Linked DNA regions of Mus musculus: region 1 is linked to region 2. A link is a contact called in public Hi-C data. All regions are on one chromosome and are shown on one strand. Each heading gives the region's core, a stretch centred on a gene start, on an enhancer-like site or on the middle of the called end of the contact. The rest is flanking DNA. Distances are from core to core; before and after follow the strand shown.

Region 1 (6,549 bases), core at 705-3,204, 120 kb before region 2:
AGCTAATTGGCTTTATTCATGCAATTTCGCATTCACTTTCTGTTGCCGTGTACACGTCCCACACAGGTTCTGGGTTGTTGTCTGATTTTAGGTCACATATCAGTTAAGATCCCATCTGATCCTGACTCGGGTCAAGAGCATCTTTGATTTAGGTTTTAGATTCTGTAGCCCTTTAATGATGTCATCCGGTGCTGAAGCCATCTGTGAGATAAATTGTCTTGATAAGTAAAAACTTGGAATGTATTTTATGGTATTAGAAGATTTAATTCACTTTTACAAACATTTCTACTCCTAAATGCATCCTCCCTTCCCCTGCATAATGACTCCCTGCTATTAATGTGCTGAAACTACACATCATATATTTGGCAAATACAGACACTAGTATGTTGGAGGTTAGGCCTGTCTGGACATATTCTAGACAGCAAATGCACAACCATTTAACAGCCTGCATTTCCTCACTTACAGTTTACTTAGAGTTTGTAGCTAGTGGTTAATCAATAAATACTTGTTTAAGCGATCAATAGTGGTTTTAATTCCAGGTTAACAAGGATCCCTGCTGCACTAACAGTTTATATGAACTCTATAAACGTCTCCACTTTTTGAGTAGTTCGTGGTGTCAGAGTAGGACCCTCCCAGTAGCTGTGGACATGGAGGCGGAACACTGGCAGGTTGGGCACTTCCTATCATCATTTGCTCCAGAGAAGGGAGTCCGTGGAAAGTTGGCTGCTGTCCCCTTACTGAGTTTTTATGCAGTGTGGTTTGACTGTACCCTTGCCTGTGGGGAACATATGTCAATACCTTCTCTAGGTAACTGTCCACCTTGTACTTAAATATTGTTACGATTTTCCTTGACAAGTCTTGTCTTCCCATGCTGCTTATCATAGCATATTATTTCTGACTGAAAGGATTATCATTCTTTTGTTATGGCCAAATGTATCTCTTGCTAGTGCTGACTTATGGCTCGTTCCATAGATTTCCAGTAATGAGACGGAGTGCTATGAGGTAAACATCTGCGCACATGAGCGGGGGGGTTTTAAATCACAGCCTGCAAACCACGGAGCTTCGTGGTGCAGTTAGTCCATCTCCTCAGAAATGCCTGTGGTAAAGGCTTCTTGAAAATGGCCAGGCTCCAAGCAGGTCACTTAGGTGACACTTTCAGTCATTTGCGTGATAGGTCCATGTTGGCTTGGTGAGGCTGACCTCCACGGGTCAGGGAGGACAATTCACCAGCCGGGGAATTGATGGACATAGTCTCAGCGGGAGGGAGCATGAAATACTTTTAAACACATTGATGACTTTGCAGTGTAGCATTTAAACATGTAACCGGTCATGGATCCCCCAGTCACGGATGACCGCCCACTTTGTGACTGTGCAATGGCTATAAGATGTTCAGACGTGCCTGGGGGGAAGACCGTGAAAACAAACGCACGGCAGATCTCTGCGGAGCTCTCCTGTCCGGCTCTGCAGTGAGTCGCTTACCTCGTGCTGCTGAGTTACTTTTGGCCTTCGCTCTTGATCCCATGACAGGAGAAGACATGCATTACTAAGGAGTCAGAGAGCTGTGGAAGGGGGGACTTCCTCAAAGAGCTTGTGTTACAGTCCCTCTGGGTGATGGTGTGTCTCTCCTTCCCATGTGTTGCCCAACTCCTTCAGGAAGCTCCCCCCTCCCACACAGACACTGTAGGGGCTGGTTTCCAGTAAGAAGATCACTGCAGCTTTTGGGAACTAAAAACAAAACAGCCATTCCTGCACTGCGAGGCTTCATATGATGGGAGGAAAAAATACAGGAGGGGCCAGAGTTCATACCACTTTCCTGAAGGTTTTATTGACTTTTCTGCAGGGGAGAAATCTCTGTGTCTTCCAGATATATAATTCATTTTATATATGTGTATGTCACACAAACATCTGTCCTATATATGTATATGTCACATATATGTATGTGTCACATATGTGTATATCATATATGTATGTATATGGCACATGTAGTCAGACTATAGGAATAAATAAACAACATACAGTCTACTGTCTTCTCTTCTTTGCATTGTATATATTCTTTGCAATATACATAGATTCATCCAATGCCAGGTTATGCCCTTATAGTCTCTAACTAGAAAATCCCAGGTAGGTTTGGTTTTTTATTTCTTCATCATTTCCGCCTTAATTAATGCTCTTGTCTCACAGAAGCTCCTCCAGGCCTTTATGTATAACACGATAACTCTGGCTGCCTCCTTCCCATCTGTTCTCTCCCCAGTTCCTCGTTCCATGCCCCGTGCCACTTCACTTCCCGTTGCCACCCCACCCTTGAGCTCCCTCCATCGTGTTGCTTCTGTGTACTACGGTAAAAGCTAACTTGAAAATAACAGGGTCTCCAAGACCCACATGGCACTCCTTGCCCCGTCTTTTAGAAGGACAGCACCGCTACTAGTGTAGACAGGAGCCAGGAAACCCTAATAGATCAAATCAAGGCAGCTACACTCTGCTCTCTTAAAATTCTGTAAGTAATGTTTGCATTTCTTACTTCACATGTTGCTTTTATTTTTTTCTCTATTTTGGTGCAGTTTTGTCTCTTACTTGAGTTCAGTTCAGTAGGAATATTTAAAATACTAACCAGTTAATAACATAATTTGATGAATGAACTATAATTTAAAGCAATTTCATTCCATTTAATAAACTGCAGGTATACTGGAGTCAAATAAAATATGTTCTGGACAGAAAGACCGTATCTGTTTAGGAATAGATGCTAGGAGTCTAGGGACTTTCCCCCAATGTACAGAATATGGCAAGCATTTAATACATTCCACAGAAAAAGAAAATGCCACTCAATCTTTATTTCAAATTGATAGTGTGTGAAAATATGCATGGAATATTTATTCTCGTGAAAATGAGCCCTCATTCATAAGTGGATCATTAAGTAAGACATGACTTCCGGATAGGAAGGGGAGGTGGAGAAGCAGTGCAGAAGGACTGTGGAGAATGCACGTTCTAGAGGATCAAACACTCAGTGGCTCCAGAATACCCTGAGATGGTTTTGTTTTCTGATCAATTCTTGGGAGCGACAGGATGCAATGGGCCACTGAGTTTCCATGTGGTGGAAAACAACACAAGCAACCAGCCTGCTAGAAACGCACGGCCAGATGGTGTACATCCAGGTCATGCTGAGCTGACGGGTTGGAAATGCCAGCTCTGCAGAGTGGTTGGAGCCAAATGATTCTTCAAGGTAACCCTGCTTAAGACTCGCATGTGCGTCTCCATGTAAAATTACACTGTAAGCAGTGTGGTGAGTTTCAAGAAGACAGGGTAGTACTTTGAGGCATTAGATGTTCCCCGTGGGATCTGGTAACTGTCCATGGGAATCAAACTCTAGTAAATGTAGTAGAAATCCAAATCGTGTTTCAGTATTGGCCAACTGTTTCTTTAAGCAAATAACCCAAAGTCAACTCACTGGTGAAGGAATGGTGGAATGTTTTAGACATGTTACATCATCTTTTGATGATGAAAGCTAACAACAGACTGTTCCATTCTTTGGTGGGTATTAGGATCCCATGACCTTTATCATCTCAGGCAAGCATATTACCATGGATTTGCATCCCTGACTTGTTCTGTTAAAGAAACACTAACTACCAGCCAAGTTCCCTCTTTCTCCTTAGGCTGAGGCTCTAGGAAACCATTCGTCTTGCCTCCCTCTCCTTGGTGCATTCTCACTTGGAGAAGTGCTCATAGGAGTTCTGGGGAGGTTGAGGTCACTGTATGCAGGCAGGAGAGAGGCAAATGGGATGACTAGAGATGCAGGGAAGCCACCAAGTACTTGTGAGTGGACAAATGCGTTCGGTGACACGTTGCATAGGGCGAGGATACACTTTGATTCTGCATACCATTAGCTGTTCAAGTTCTGTTGTTTAGAATATTAATGACTTTCCTCATGGTTGAGACAAGGTTGCTGATGAAGCAAGGTAAGAAAGGGGTTACCTTGGCAGCCAGAGACAAGGAGAGAGAGAGAGAGAGGGAGAGAGAAGGAGGGAGGGAGGGAAAGAGAGAGAGAGAGAGAGAGAGAGAGAGAGAGAGAGAGAGAGAGAGAGAGAGAGAGAGAGGTATGAATGTGGGTACCCTGCTCACTTTCTGTATTTGGTTCATTCTAGGACCCCAGGCTAAGGTGTGGTGGCTCCTACATTTAGAGTGGGTCTCCAATCTCATTTAGCCTAATCTAGAAACTCTCACAGATGTGCTCAAATGTTTGTCTCTTGGGTTTCTAGCTCTGTCAAGTTGAGATATGAGCTCCCACGTGCTATTTAGTGCATGTCTCTTTGTAGAAATTCTTTTGGTTTTCTCCTCTACTAGAGTGAGTTTGTTTTCCACCTTTCCTTTCTGTTTTCAACTTCTCTCCTCTTCCTTTTCCTTCGATAGCTTCATAAAAGTATGCTTCCCCCCCAAAAAACAACTAGTCATTTATTCATTTAAAATTCAGGTTTATCAGTATCAATTTTTTATGTGATACAGGTTGAATATGCCTTATCAAAAATGCTTGGAATCGGGAGTGTTAATGGATTTTGGATGTTGTGTTTGGTTTGGATTTGGAGGGTTTATATTGTACATAATGTGCATACAATCCCCTGGCCTGAGGATGGGATGTCTAACACAAAATCCAGTTTTTGTGTGCCTTGTACACTTATTTGGAAAGTAATCTTATACAATATTCTTAATTGATTGGCTCATAAAACACCATTTACGTATCGCAGATGAAGGGTTTTAGATTTAGAAATGATGCTGCAGATTTGCATTTTGACATTGACCCATCAGATGACGTCACGTACGGTGTCACTACCCACTGTGCCATGGTGACGCTCAGATTTTTCTCACTGTGACTGAGAATTTCTCATATGAGTAAGTAAGGTATGCTTCATCTATGTAACTAATAGTTATAAGAGCCTTCACATCTGTATCTGAAAAAGACTGACTCATATATTTACATGAAAATCCAAATATTTTATGTTAGTTCATCAATTGAAGGCACCAAGTGTACCATTGACTGTATCCTAGAGCTTTTACATGAAGAATAGTAGCGAATTCCTGCATGGAAAGTATGATGGAAATCTAAATTAGGCCTTCTTCCTTGCGCCTGTCTCCCGGGTGAATTTCCTTATTCTGTGGGTTACATAAAACACACGAGTGAGTTCCAGATACTTACGCTTCATTGGCACCAAGCCAAATTTCTATTTTCTTTTCCTGTAGAAAAAAAAATGATGCTGTCGGATTTTTGCACATAGTGCACCACTAGGTTTTTTGAGCTCACCCAACCCTGCACTGATTACCCGGCCCTTAAAATTAGAGGGGCTGAGTTACAGGGAAAGGATTGAAATAGTAGCATAGGATACGAAAAAAGATGAACTGAAACACAATAGAGAAAATAATAGAGTTTCAACCTACTCAGTGATCAGTTATGAAAGTTAAATATTATCAACACAACTGGAGCGCCTATGTTCCTCTTATGGCCTCTTCTTTTCCAGAAGTACTTGAGTTTAGTGCTGTTTATGTAGTTTTATTTGTGTGTGCCTGTTCGAGTGTACACCACATGTGTGTGCTCCCAGAGACCAGAGAGGGCGTCAGATCCTCAGGAGTAGACAGGCAGCAAATTGTCTCAAGGCCAAGCCAGCCCTCCAGTCTGAATTCAGTGTTATTGATCTCTGGGTGTTTCTTCCTGCTCACTGCACGTGCCCGTACCATGTCCTTATATTTGTTTCATGATTTATTTTAATAGTGTCAAAATATGCCATTTCCTGCCTCTGTTTTTAGTTCACTATTTTTTTGTTGCAAAGATTGAAACCTTTTTGTTATGAGGTGAGAGTTTTCTTGCATAAGTCGAGCATAGTTTATTCAGTCCACTATTTAAAAACAACAACAACAACATGTCATTGCTTCAACTCTGGTAAAGCAGTGCGAGCTGACGCTGACTTTCTCACATACCGAGGTTTCTTTAGGGCAGTGCTTCTCGGCCTTTCTATGCTGTGTCTCTTTAATACGGTGGGTGAGCCCCCAATCATAAAATTGTGTGTCGTGTTGCTTCATAACTGTAACTTTGCTATTGTCGTGAGTCATAGTGTAAATATCTGTGTTTTTCGGTGGTTCTAGGCGACCTCCATGAAGGGGTCATTTGATTCCCAGTGGGGTGTCAACCCACAAGTTGAGAACCGCTGCTGTTAGGAAACTGAGTCACCAGATCAAGAGAGCACGGCAATCTCTACACTATTACATCTCTGTTGTTATTCACAGTGTTTGTCTGAGTTGCATTCCCACAATGAGCTTTCTGGCTGAGTTAGAATTATTTGTATCTCTATTTTGATGAGAAAATGCTATCTCATTGCAGCTCTCATTTGAATCCTCCCTGGTATTGGTCACACAGGACACTGGATGTTGACCAACAGTCACAGAGAATAGCACTCCCTGGTGTGGTCATCAATGCCTCGCCCACACTCTGTGAGGGCTGACAGGGAGCTGACAGAGATCCAGACATCTTTAGTCTTACGATATGACTTGAGAAATTCCCTAAGCATAGAG
Region 2 (7,145 bases), core at 2,835-5,334:
CTGGGGAGTTCTTGAGTGTTGTCGCTTTCCAGCCCCTGTGAGATGGGATTTGTACAAGGTGTGTGAATAATGGTAGCTTTGGTCTAAACGGGCAAAAGCAGCTTTGGTTTAGTGTGAGAATTTGGTGCAAAGTAACCTAGCTTTTGGAAGATCTACACAGGTTGTAAATCATCATTTTTCTATCCCCCGTCCTACTTTCAGAGTTCTTCATTATAGTGTTGATGTTGCTCAGTGGTAGAGCACTTGCTTAGAGAAATAAGGACCTGGATCCAAGATCCAAACTACGAGTCATCAATCTATAAAGACCACACGTGAAGAAAGGGAATTACTTTCCAACAACAACCCCCTCATTCATGGAAAGAAAAGAAATCTAGTCAAAGATACCTTAAACCAAAACTCTAACCTTGTAGTAAGCTAAGGGTCTTGTAGAAGGTCTTCTCCCCCTTGGTTCCGGTGCAATAAATTGAAGTTGTTCAATGACCCTTAGACTTCTGAAGTCAGCAAACAGTTGGTAGCTTATGGTCAATTTCTTCTAATGCCTATCTTTCACCGAGTGTGAGTTACAAAGGACAGCCTTTAACATCCCCTGCTGTTGAGAAACCCAACAGGGTGATATGTTCCTAGGATGGCTGCTAAAAGGCCGTCAGCAACCACTGCAGCTTGGGTGTTGAGTGAAATAAGTAGTAGAAGAATTTGCAATACAAAGTGTTCTTTCCTAATATCACTTAGTAAAAGCATCCGTTTATGAAATCTACTTGTGAATTTTAGCCGTGCCCGGGGAAAGCAGATGGCTTGCCCAATCCGTATATCATAGAAAATATCAAATATTTTATCCCTTCAAAGCACAGTGGCATTGTTTCCAAGGTACCCCTTTAAAAGTTGAAGACTCCATCTGTGTGTGAGAGGCAGGGGGGATCACTAGCAGCAGGGGCGGCCCTGGCTTACTCAAATCCCCTGCTTAAGCTGTGGCAGAGCTGGAAGACAAGAGGTCCCTAATTTATCTTGTCATAGATTTTTCAAGCTGCAAGGAAAAATGGGGACAGAGCAAAAACAAGGGAATTCTGAGAAGCCATTACCTGTAAATGGAGGAAACCATTGCCAAGTAGCATATTAACTTACTACATGAAACATGCAAGTTTCAAGTAGGGTAGCTGCCAGGCTTCTGGAATGATAGAAGGGATTTTACATGGGTTAAGAAGAGGGAGTCAACTGCAACAACAGGAACTGAAGAATCTGTGTCTGTATATCTATGTGTGTGTATCTCTGTGTGTGCAGGAGTGTATGGCTGTGTCTCTCTGTGTGTATGAGTATGTATGAGTGTATGTGTGTCTGTGTATGAGTGTGTGTGTGTGTGTCTGAGTATACCTGTGTCTGTGACTGTGTGTGTATAAGTATGTGTGAGTGTGTGTGTCTGAGTATGAGTGTGCGTGTGTGAATGTGTCTCTGTATGTTATACGTGTATGTCTGTGTGAGCATGTGTATGAGTGTATGTGTGTATGTCTCTGTCTGTCTCTGTATGTGTACATGTGTATGAGTCTGTGTAGGTGTGTATGTCTGTGTGTGAGTGAGTCTCTGTGTGTCTCTGTGTGAGAGGATATGTATGTGTGTTTGTCTGTATCTCAGTGTGTGTCTATATATGTGTGAGGGTGTGTGGCTATGTGTGTGAGTGTATGTGTGTATCTGTGGGTGTTTGGGTGCATCTGTGGGTGCATGTGTTTGTGTAGGTGTGACTACATGTACACACAGAGATCAGCCTTTAGAGTCTTTCTCAATTACTCTTTTAGTTTAAGGTGAAGTCTTTCACTGAACCTGAAGCTCACTGATTCAGCAGGACTGGCTACTTGTGAGCCCTAGGGAACCACCAGTTTTTGCCCCCCCCCCCAACACACACACACCCATACTGGGATTTCAGACACACTCTGACAAGTAGCTTTCCCTCTTCCCCACCCGACCCTAGGTGCTGGGGATTTGAAGCAGGGCCATTATGCTTGTATAGCAAGCACTTTACCAAACGCACCACCCCAGCTTCCTTCTGGCCTTTCCTTTTTTTTTTTTTTTTAAACGTTTATAATCTAGCAAGTAGATATTTCGAACATACAATAATGAATGACTCCATTAGGGTATCCCAGGGGACTAGTCTAGGGATAGAATACGGTTGCAGTGGAACCACAGACAAAAGTCAGGCAATTTGCACTTTTCTGTCTTGGCTTTGTGGTCACTCTTTCAGAATGTTTTAATATAAATAGTTATTGTAATCCTTTCTAGTGTTCTCCTTTTGCTGTTCCACATCAAAACATATGCATGGCTATCCTGAAGTATATTCTTACAAAACAAACATCAGCAACAAGCGGGGCTAATCATCAGGCTGGCAGCCACCCAAGTGTGTATTAGGGCACTGGTGTCCCACGAGACCCACTGGAACTTGTAATGACTCTTTGGGTCATGATTTTGTACATGTAAGGGAAAATTACTTGTGGGCAAGTGCCCTGAGCCAGGTTGTCCTGGACTCTTATGTGTTGAAAGGTCAATATGGACTTATGCTAGCATCACAAGAACAACCTTTAACCAGTTCCCTTTGAGAGGAAAAGGTGACCTATGTGAAATTGCTGCACTTGAATCTGATAATGTTTCCTGTTTGTTCTCTGTGTGTCTGATACTAGGTTTTCCTTCTCACCCTAGTTTATTTTTGCTTTGAGAATTTTCCCATTTGCTCTCTCACTTCCTGACTTTTCTCAGTGAATAGTCTAAGCCTTGTCCTGTTTCTTCATGTTTCTGTCTCTTTAAAAATGCTCTCTTCCTCATTTTCCTATAAAGGTCTAATGTATTCATGGACTTTTATTAGTTTATCTATAATACTACTACCAATGGTGTTATACACACAAAGTAAAAAACACCTAATATGTATATGTAACAGGGCCAACAAGAAGGCTCAGCAGGGAAAGATTTTTGCTGCCACACCCGAAACCTGAGCTCAGTCCCTTGGACTCATGTGGTGGAAGGTGAGAATTGTGTCCCACAAGCCACCCTCTGACCTCCACACTTGCTCCATGACACACACACCTGTGTGCACACATATGAACAGAAAGAGGAGCGCTCGACGCTCCTCGCTGCTGCTATTATAAGTGCATTCATTGTAGAGTGTTTTACAAGGAAGTTCGAGGAAACTCAATTGGATAACTATTTTTCAGTGTCTAAACATTTTTAAATATCTTGTTAGTTCATAATTAGCCATATCTTAGTTTAAGAACGATTCACTCCTTAGGGATAATTAAGATAATGTTTTAAAAATAATTTTGCTAGTGTGTAAAGCATGGGGAAACACCTTTGCTGCTGTAGCTGAGGAAGTCTGTATTTTATCTTGTGTTTGTTTGTTTGTTTGTTTGTTTGTTTTTCGTAGACGAATGATTATTTCTTTAGCTTAGATTTCCAGAACTTGAATGGCAGTCCTTGGAATGGGGTTTAAGATCATGTGTAATAGGGAAATGTGCTGTCAAGCTGCTGGCTGTGTTATATTCTTTCTCCAGTGACCACAGCCACAGGGTTTTCACCTCATCCTTGCATCAGCATGCGCTTTTATTTGAAAAGAAAAGTCCGAGGATTTGCGTGTGAAACTGCTAGCTGTTGCATGGGAGCATGCCCTTCTGTGTGTTTATCATTCACTCCCACTCATTCCTTACCTCTCCACCAGCTTGTGCCCCACACTGCTCTTTTCTGGTCCTTTTCCTTGCTCTCCACAGATCCTTTTTCCTCCCGTCAGTTATTTTTGTAAATTCTCTTTTGTCCGATGTCCGGTAACGTGTGGGGCAGAGGGATCCAAATTACATTTGAAGATCATTTTTATGAGTTGTTCCCAGCAGGCATCGTCAAGGCCCCAAGTTTGCTTTTTGTCCCCCACTGTGAAAAACTGATTGGCAGCTGGTGACTGGCAGGGCTCTGGTGCTTGGCACTCACAGGAAACCCTGCAGGAGGTGCCCAGAGCCATGGCGGATGAAGTGTGGCCGAGCCAGCACAAGGTGGGGGACCAGATGTCACCCGATTATGTTCCCTTGAAATCCAGACAAAGCCCCACATTCAGGATCGTTGCCTTGAGACTCCCTGGGTGGAAACTGGAACCCATCCAGAATTTCACAACAGCTGGGCTCCCTAGGCCAGGATTTATGTGCCTTGCAGAAAATGTTACCTGGATGTTATTGATTGGTTTCTGTGAAGCTATCAAACAGTATTCTGAAGACCCAAAGCATACTGCTTTCTGCTGAAACTAAAAAAAAAAAAAAAAAAAAAAAAAAAAAAAAAAAGGCCATATATCACTGAAGCTGCCAGGGTCTCATTAGAGGCTTGGGAAGGCTGAAAGGGAGATGTTTTTCTTATTTACGCCACCCGTGTTAATCTTTGAGGCCATGTGCTGATGTTCTCTGCTTTCTGTGACAAGACCCCTCTCCTAGGAGGAGACAGAGCCCACCCTTCAGAAGTAAATTATATTGTAAAATCAGTTTTCCAGGGAGACCAGTAGATGAGAGCTTTTGTCTTGATGTTTCCTAATCCCCAGTTACACGCTAGGAAGTCGCAGTCTTTTCAGATTCACATTATCGCCCGGGTCATTTTCGTTTGTGTTCTTTCTCTTTCCTCAAAAGGCAGGCAAGCCACAAGCCCAGAGCTATCTGAGTGGCAAGGAGAGAAAAACAAAGCAACACACACACACAAACACACACACGCACACACACATGCACACGCACGCACCTGCCCCACACTACCCCAAAGTTGCTACAGTCAATTGTGCTGAGTTGTGGAGATGGGTTCATTTGAAAACCAAAAGCAATCATCCGGGCTAGGAAGGCAGGTGGTGCTGCTGGTGAACTGTGTGCTGCTCCAGCAATAAGAACCTGAGTTTGGAACCACAGTCCCTGTGTACAACAGGGACTCAGAGTCAGGTAGAGGTGGGCAGATCTGGAGTCTAGATGGCCTGTCAGCTATCGAAACTGGTAAGCTTCAAGTTCAGTGGGAGACCCTGCCTCAAAAACTAAAGCAGAGAGTGATGTAGGGAGACACCCCTGTCTGTGCCTGGCTTCTACATGCAAACAAATACACATGCACACACAAACACACACCTGTTCTCACTCATGCTCACAATCACATAAACACACTCATTCTCTCCCTCTCCCCCGCCCTCTCTCTCTCTCTCTCTCTCTCTCACCTATTTTCTAAATCATAGAATTGGGAAAGCATGCCCAGTCATACGGTATTGGGCTTAATGTATTCCTGATGTAAAGTCAAGAATGGTACTTTATGCCTTGGCTTTAAAACTGGGTGCTCCTGCTGTCTCCATCACCTGATAAAGCCCAAGAGCCTCTCGTCATTCTATTTCTCTCTCCCCCTCTTGTTGCCTGGCGGTCTTCAACTTACTCTCAGACCTCACAGTGAGATTCTGGAACTAACCCTCTCCATTAGAAACAAACAAAATAAATTGCTCCCATTCCCCAAAGGAATGTGCTAAAGCCTCTTTCCTCTGTAACATGGATGCAATTTAAGTTTGGCAAGGGCTGCCTACAATCTACTTCACTAGGAGGAGATGGATTTCTGAGAGACCTGCAGAAAGGACCAGGCATCCCTCTGCCCTCCCTGTGAACTTACAATGACAGAAAGTCAGGCTTGTGCTTTCTGCATCCCCTGTGTGTCTGCAAGGTGGGTCCCCACCCATGCCCTCACTCCAGGAAAGAATGCTTGCCATTAGGAAGTCACTTGTACCTGCTAATTCTGAGTTGACTTCTTCCCATCTGTCCCTGAGAGGCTGTGAGCTGCAGCCTTCGCATTCACGTTTGATTTCCTTTACTAAGGATTAGGTGTCACCAAGCCAGCGCTGCTAAGTGTCACTCTGTGACATTTCTTTTCTTTATCCTGACTTAGAATCCTGCCTATCTGGGATACTCTGAGGGTGATGGATTAAAAGGAAATAAAAATAAGAATTCGGCCTAGTCACTTTGTATTAAACTCAAGTCCTCCAAGGTGGCCTAATCTGAGTTAATCAAGGAACCTGAATCTCGCACTTACATGTGCACACACGCTCACGGGCACCCACACACTCCCCGCAACACTTACACGCAGTGATGGATATGTTGGTTACCCTGATTTGGACAATGATTTTTACGGTGTATACATTTGTCGAAACATCAAGTTGTATTCAGTGCCCCTCTGTCAATTATACCTCAGTAAAGGCGCAAAGGTGACCATTAACTAATCAAGGACAATCCAATCAAGAACCAATTCAAGCGGGGCTCAAAGCACTTAAGCCCGAGCCATTCACCTGGGAGCCAGAAAGCCTTATGCTTGCTGACCTTTCACTTACCCCTACCCCTTCCCTTTCCCTTCACTCCCCTCCCTCCCTTCCCCTTCTCTCCTTCCCTCCTCCCCTACTTCTTTCCCTCCACTCTCTTCCTTCCCTCCCTCCTTCTCTCCTTCCTGCTTCCCCTCCCCTCCACTTCTTCCCCTCCCCTCCTCATTTTGTAAAACGTGCATGCACAAGGCGTGAAGCATATCAACATCTATGCACACATTCTTCAAGCACGACTGAGGGTCAGGTCACCATCCTTGGTGAGTTAGGGTGTAGAAAAGGGTTCTCAGAGTCCACATCTTGGCTGTGTCCAATGGCTTGTCTTTCCTTAATGCCGGGAATATTTAATCACTCTTATTTCTCCCAATCAGCCATTCTCTACTCTTGGGATCATCTTCATGAATTTCTCATAACATTTATTGAACTAGTTGATGGTTTCAGCCAGTTTCTCCTTCATAACCCACAGAGTGCTTATCGCTATAGGATGGTGTCCCGCTCTTGCCAGACTCCGTAACTCTCTTTCATTACATCCATGATCTAGGAACTCTTATGCCTAGTCCATCTACTCCATCATGTTCCTTGTCTGAAACATCTCGAGTAGTCTTTCTTCCATGGTTGGTCTCTACCCCACTTCTCCTTTTCTGAGACTACAGTAATTCTCAAGGCTCAAAGTTAGCCTCCAGTTCACCCTTCTCTCTTCTTAAATAACTGCCACATATCTTAGATTCTTTGCTATCAAAGTGAGAACAGGTGAGGTCAGGGAAGTACACTGGTCAGAGCAAGAACGGCACTTGAGAGAGAAGCACACTTCAGCTCTTAG

The links. Hi-C and Micro-C count contacts between places; a contact is called where the count stands out from the background.
Region 1: a contact with region 2 is called in a Hi-C map of cerebellar granule neurons, with 2.1 times the contacts expected there. The contact joins two enhancer-like sites. A contact is called at or near these places in 2 of 484 Hi-C or Micro-C datasets (cerebellar granule neurons and cerebellum) and 2 of 9 other capture datasets (adipose tissue and pancreatic islet).

What each region holds. Positions count from the first base shown.
Region 1 is chr10:13,832,871-13,839,419 of GRCm38.p6, reverse strand. All of the region lies in intron 1 of Aig1 (androgen-induced 1), which reads left to right. Among named protein-coding and RNA genes, the nearest start is that of Aig1, 33 kb to the left of the region's middle. Within about 2 kb of position 1,954, at least 38 of the 459 cell types and tissues checked have an H3K27ac peak or open chromatin away from gene starts, as enhancers often do. A contact at or near this core is called in cerebellar granule neurons and cerebellum, where this site is marked.
Region 2 is chr10:13,711,635-13,718,779 of GRCm38.p6, reverse strand. The region is part of intron 3 of Aig1 (androgen-induced 1); the gene reads left to right. Among named protein-coding and RNA genes, the nearest start is that of Aig1, 150 kb to the left of the region's middle. Within about 2 kb of position 4,084, at least 45 of the 459 cell types and tissues checked have an H3K27ac peak or open chromatin away from gene starts, as enhancers often do. A contact at or near this core is called in cerebellar granule neurons and cerebellum, where this site is marked.